2 separate regions of the Ovis aries genome follow, and region 2 is linked to region 1. The links are chromatin contacts, called in public Hi-C maps. All regions are on one chromosome and are shown on one strand. The core of a region is the stretch at or near the end of the contact, and the rest is flanking DNA. Distances in the headings are between cores, read along the strand shown. Region 1 holds the start of A1CF (APOBEC1 complementation factor). Region 2 has its middle 99 kb from the start of A1CF.

Region 1 (3,012 bases), core at 311-2,810:
GTCTGCCATTTCCTCAACTTACTTAACAACACAGTCTCCCTTTGGAAACCACATGTATTAACATCCACTGAATACAGTGTAGGGAAGGTTACATTTGAAATGACAGAAAACCAACTTGGTATTAGCCCAGGTGAACATAATAACTAAATATTCAGTGTTTTTATATCCACTATGGAACTTTAGGTTTATCCATAATAACTAATTTCTTTTTTCTTTTTTTTGGACAACCATCTTTCCCCTTCCCTTACATTTGATAAATAATAAACTGAAACAGTAAAGTGTGAGAATTTTCTCAAATGTAGAGTATCCATACTATTCCAGAAAATATGGTCCTTAAAAACGAACCTGTAAGTCATATGTTTATTACCTATATTTAACAGAGGAAGGCTTCAGTGCTTTAAAATCAGTGATCTCACTTGTATTTCTTAACCTATGCCCTATTGTATGCATCTTAGCACGTATAATAAAGAATTTTTCAGGCCAGACCACCACATCTTTGATGTTGCTAAATTATAGCAAGAGTTGAATTTGCCAACACACGTTTTACAAAACACTAATCCTGCCCAATGCAAACTAATGCTCTGTTAGCCATCTTCTTGAAGACACACAGTGCACAGCTGAACAGTCCAAAAAACTTATTTGACTTGGAACACACTTCTTTACCATTCTCCCTGGAACTTACTCTGGCAATTATAGAACAAAACTATTTCAATTAGAATATTTAAGAGATTTCTGGGAGGAATGAGATATTCCTGGTAAGTGCCCTGATTGATTTCCTTTTTTAGATAGAAGACCATCATAGTCTGATTGTGAATCATCTTTTCGGAGTGAACAGAATGATCATGTGAAATATATCCACTGCAGCACAGCTGCCCAAACCATCCTGAAAGGAAACGATCTAAGAATTAAGCCATCTGAAGGTAGAGGTTTAATACACTCAAGACCAAAAATTTTCCATGACTGTTTTTGTTTCGTTTTCTTGTGGTTTTGTTGGTGGTGCAGGATAAAGGAGGAAAGGGAGGGAGATAAATGAATATGTGAAATCTAAAGTATGATAGAAATCATGACCCCCACAGAGAATGCAGAATCTGTCAGTGATGTCAATACCATCTCTCTTGTTAATTACACTTTTATGCTTCCCCAGATCCGAGGACCAGAACAGACAGTCAACCACAACTCTCCCGGCTGTCTGGCTATTGCTAAATACATTTCTCAGAAACATTAGCCTGACTCTTGAACCTGGTGTGATAAATCTACATTATTTTTCTACCCTCAGAAATTGATTAAATCAAAGGACAAAAGCCGGCTGTTGTCTCATTTTGAGATTATATGATCATTCTAATATTTTCTTTTGTTTTCAGATGGCTTTATCAGTATAAAAGCAAACTAGAAATATCCCTGAATTCAGCTGTCTTGTGGAAGTGCGTAAAAGCTGTTTCGCTGCGTTCCCACTGATCCACACAGCACAGTTTCACAGAGTTGAAATAGAAAAATCGAAACACATGGACCATACCTGAGTGATTTCAGAGATCCCCACCCGGAAAAGGCTTCCTTGATTATGGCGAATTCAACGTGTCACGCTTGTTATGCTCTAATCATCATATCAAACTCCAAAGGTTCAGTGGTTTTAGGTTTGGTTTACAATTCCTGGGAGTTAAACTTTAACTCACCCTGTCTCTTGCATCCATGCAGCCCTTTGACCAGATAATTGGGTCACTACAACCCAAGCATAATCTACAAAATTACTGTTGTCATTTGTTTACCATATTAAAATGAATTTTGTATTAAAAATCATTGAGGTGAATATTATTTTGATGTGTTTTAAGTGACATATATTTTAAAAAGTAGAACACTGCGATTTGGATAACTAAGCTTTCCTTTATATTAGGTCCCTTGTTTTCTGCTATGCCAAAATGATATTAAGCCTATGGTAATTTAAGAGAATGTTTCACACTCCTTATATCATTGTATTACATGGAATAAAGTGTGGAGTTTTAGGTCAAGTATGCGGATAAATGCAGACTTAGAAAAATAGAACACATAAGGTATTTACATAACCAAATAAATAGTGTCAGATCATGTTGGGGAAAGCAGGCTTCTTTTTATATAAGCTGCTCATTCAGATTTTAAGAGAACCATATAATCAGCCATGTACTGAGGTTATATGAGAGCCGAGGCTGTTCATTGCTTGCAATCTCAGTGGCAACTGTGTTTATTAAAGAATAAGTGAAGTGAAGTGAAGTGAAGTCGCTCAGTCGTGTCTGACTCTTTGCGACCCCCACGGACCGTAACTTACCAGGCTTCTCCATCCATGGGATTTTCCAGGCAAGGGTACTGGAGGGGGTCTTCCTGACCCAGGAATCAAACCCAGGTCTCCTGCATTGCAGGCAGACGCTTTACCTTCTGAGCCACCAGGGAAATGTATTTCCAAATATATAAACCCAACATTCTCAATTCTCTGATAAAAGCTCCAGTCTATACAGGAAATTTCTAAGAGTCATAAAGCCCACTGGGGGGGGGGGAACCCTTCTAATATTGAGTAAATTGTAAGGGTTTATAAACCACAGGCCCTAACACTAAAAATAGAGGACATGCTTAGCTTCAGTTCTAATAAGAGGAGTCTGCTTTTCTAGGAACCAACTACTAACAGAAGTCCTTGCTCATTCTGTGTTTTAGTTTATTTCACAGTCAATCGTTCCATAATATGGGCATAGAGGAAGATAAATTGCTTGCTGGCATCTGGTAATATAAAGCCTACTGTTGGAATGCTAGTTCTGCCCACAGTTTTCAGCTCTCAAACACAAGCAAGTCTAGATATTCCTAAACTTTTCCCGGAGCAATGCCTGACAAAGTTCAGCAAACACACGCCCGGACCTGTTGCTTTGCCTTGGATTGTGACTGGAATGAATCCTGAGGGAGGCATCAGGCCCCTCCCAGCTGACAGCTCTCTAAGTGTTGCATCTCTCTACAGCCTCCTCGGGAGTGGATGCCCCTCACCAGGCAGTTTTTTTG
Region 2 (2,941 bases), core at 199-2,698, 99 kb before region 1:
TCAGAGTGGGAGCTTTTCTCTGAAACAAAGCAAAGGGTCTTTGTATTTCAGGGGCCCTGGTGGAGATAAAAGATGTTTCAGTTTAGTGGAGTTTATAATGAAAATATTAATTGGTGGGTCTTCTGTAAGACTTGAGTTTTAGCCTCAGCCTTTTCCCTCGTTGCGATTAACTGTTTGGCATCACTTAACCTTCCTCAGACTAATTTCTACATTAAAAATAGAAATTTGAAGACATGTACCCCAGAAGGATGGATGCAGCATGGATTCAGGAGTCAGACAGTATTTGCAATTTCTTTTTTCCTTTTTCCCCCTGCATTGTATTTTTAAATTGGTGGGTAATTGCTTTACAATGTCACGTTGGTGTCTGCCATCAACAATGTGAATCAGCCATAAGTATACACGTGTCTCCTCTCTCTCCAGCTTCCGTCCCAGCCCCCACCCCATCCCAGCCCTGTATTTACGATTTCTTCCATGCAAGCTTCACAAGTTACTTGGATAAGTTAGCTCATCTCTATGCCTCCTTCTGTTCCCTTTTCCATTTTGGTGGATGATCATAGTTTTTTCATTGTGGAGTGTGGGTAGGCTAAATGGGGAAAGTTCTCACAGTGCCTACAACCCAGGAGGGAATACTTGTTAGTTCCAGTTCCCTTTCTTCCACTGGAATCTTTTCAGCAAAACTGAGTGCCTGAAAGATCAGAATTCCCCAAGCTATTGAAAGTCTCTAAGTGTCATTAGCAAATGGGCCACTGGATGTCACACTTGATCTAAGCTGGTGCACCTGCCTTGTCCAGTACACTCGGGCTCCGGACAGTCTTGGGCTTCTAGCGCTCAAGTGGACCTTAGTGACTTTGAATCAGAGTTTGAGCTGGAGTTTGAAAACTGAAATTTGTTTTGCGTGTGTTCCGTTTTGTTCCGTTTTAATGGAACATAAATGCACCCAGGCAGAGGGTGCCCTATTCTAATCTGTAGAGCCCTACTTGGGCCTTTCATTCATCTGGGTTACCCACCTGGTTCCTCGAGGCAATGGGGTGGAGAGCACCTGATCTCATTTTACAGAGGAGGAGACTGACCACCCAGACACCTTATATGGTTTGACTGAGGACATGGGTTGAATTGGTGGTAAATCAGGCCACTTGCCTCCCTGATGTTTAGCCAGGTACCCTAGATTCCATCAAGATTATGCACCTTTAGAAACTTTCCACTGTGCAAAAGCAGCTGAGAGGGCTCATTATCTGACTCTCTCTCCTAAGCTCTGTTCAACCACAAGCCTCAGAATATTTTGACTTTCACCGCAGCACTAGATGGGCAGTTTTATCTCATGAATGTTTTATCTCATGAACTTGGTTGGGGGGTTGGGACTGTGTTTGGACATTGGAACATGTTTCCCAAAGCACTTAGCAGAGAGACATTAGGCTAACAATAAAGTCCACAACCTCTAACAGGAAATCAGTAAGACAAGCCAAGGGTCATGATTTATACTGACTCTTATCAGAAAAAACATGCCAACAGAGCTCACTCTGAGTATTAATAAGTTATAATGTAACCATACACAACTTCACAGGAGTTTAAATTTTCATGACTACCAGACAGAGGATAAACACTAATATTGCTCACACTCTACCCACCATGTTTGGAAAAACCAGATCAGAGAGGGTAATTATCTCTCAAATTTAGATTTCCCTGGTTGTGTTCTCTTTAGAAGAGAAGAAGGTTCTTTCTGGGACAGGGTTGGCAGAATCATAGGCCTATAGGAATTAACAAGATAAGAGTAAATCAGGCTTCCATTGAGAACATTTTACTGCCTAGGTCGGGGGTCCCCAGCCTCTGGGATCTAGTGCCTGATGATCTTAGGTGGAACTGATGTAATAATAACAGAAATAAAGTGCACAATAAATGTAATGTGCTTGAATCATCCTGACACCATCCTCCTGCCATCCTCTGGTCCATGGAACAGTTGTCTTCCATGAAACTAGTCCCCAGTGGCAAAAATGCTGGGAACCACTGGCTTAGGGCACTTGTTGGGATATTCTGCACAATTTGGGAAGGCTGTGATCCCTTCCCTGGCAGCGAGGAGTGTGGAGAGTGAAGCAAGCCTATCTCTTTAGTTGATAAGGATTCTGAAGGTTCTAAAAGGGAGCTTGCTGGCAGTCTCTTTAAAGTCTAATTTGAAGAACTCTTATGTCAGTGATCAGAAATGGTAGCGTAGTCTGTTAAAAGAGGAACAAATGTTAAAGAGCATGAAGTCTAACAATTTTCACATCGCACAGTCAAAGATAGGGGTCCAGAGGAGAGAGGCCCTGGGTTCCACAGCAATTTAGCCGAGCCCATACTTTTTCCTTTTGTCAATACTTTCTTGCACCCATATCATCAGAATTCTCATCTCTTGATTTCTCGAATTACCCTGATACTTTTACTATTCCATACTCATTTTTAAATATTGAAGTCTTACTGACATAAGACCTATACAAATATACATAATAAACTATACAAAATAAAACTATACAATTTGGCAACTTACTCCAGGATTCTTGCCTGGAGAATCCCATGGACAGAGAAGAGTGGTGGGCTACAGTTCATAGGGTCACAAAGAGTCAGGCAGGACTGACTGAGGATGCAGGCCTGACATTTACATACTCACTAAAGCTGTCATTGCTGTCTGGATGATGAGCGTATTCACCACACTCCAAAGTTTCCGGCTGCTGCCTGGTAATCCATCCTTCCTTCTCTCCCCACCCCCCACCCCAGGCAAACACTGACATGTTTTCTCTCACTATAGGAGAGTGTGCATCTTCTAGAATTTTATATACGTGAATCTCTCTTGTCTGAGTTCTTTCACTTAGCATACTTACTTTGAGCTTTAGTCATGTTGTAGTGTGTATCAGTTGTTCATTCTACTTATTGCTGAGCAGCAGACATTACTTTGCCAACAAAGGTCCGTCTA

Evidence for each region. Hi-C and Micro-C count contacts between places; a contact is called where the count stands out from the background.
Region 2: a contact with region 1 is called in a Hi-C map of liver, with 10 times the contacts expected there. The contact joins the enhancer-like site here to the promoter of A1CF in region 1. A contact is called at or near these places in 3 of 16 Hi-C or Micro-C datasets (liver, omental adipose tissue and tail adipose tissue).

The regions. Positions count from the first base shown.
Region 1 is chr22:8,208,175-8,211,186 of ARS-UI_Ramb_v3.0, reverse strand. A1CF (APOBEC1 complementation factor) reads right to left here and starts at 1,560. Exons shown (of 13, transcript XM_060404885.1): 1 at 1,514-1,560.
Region 2 is chr22:8,306,833-8,309,773 of ARS-UI_Ramb_v3.0, reverse strand. No RefSeq gene overlaps it. Among named protein-coding and RNA genes, the nearest start is that of A1CF, 99 kb to the right of the region's middle. Within about 2 kb of position 1,448, at least 4 of the 54 cell types and tissues checked have an H3K27ac peak or open chromatin away from gene starts, as enhancers often do. A contact at or near this core is called in liver, where this site is marked.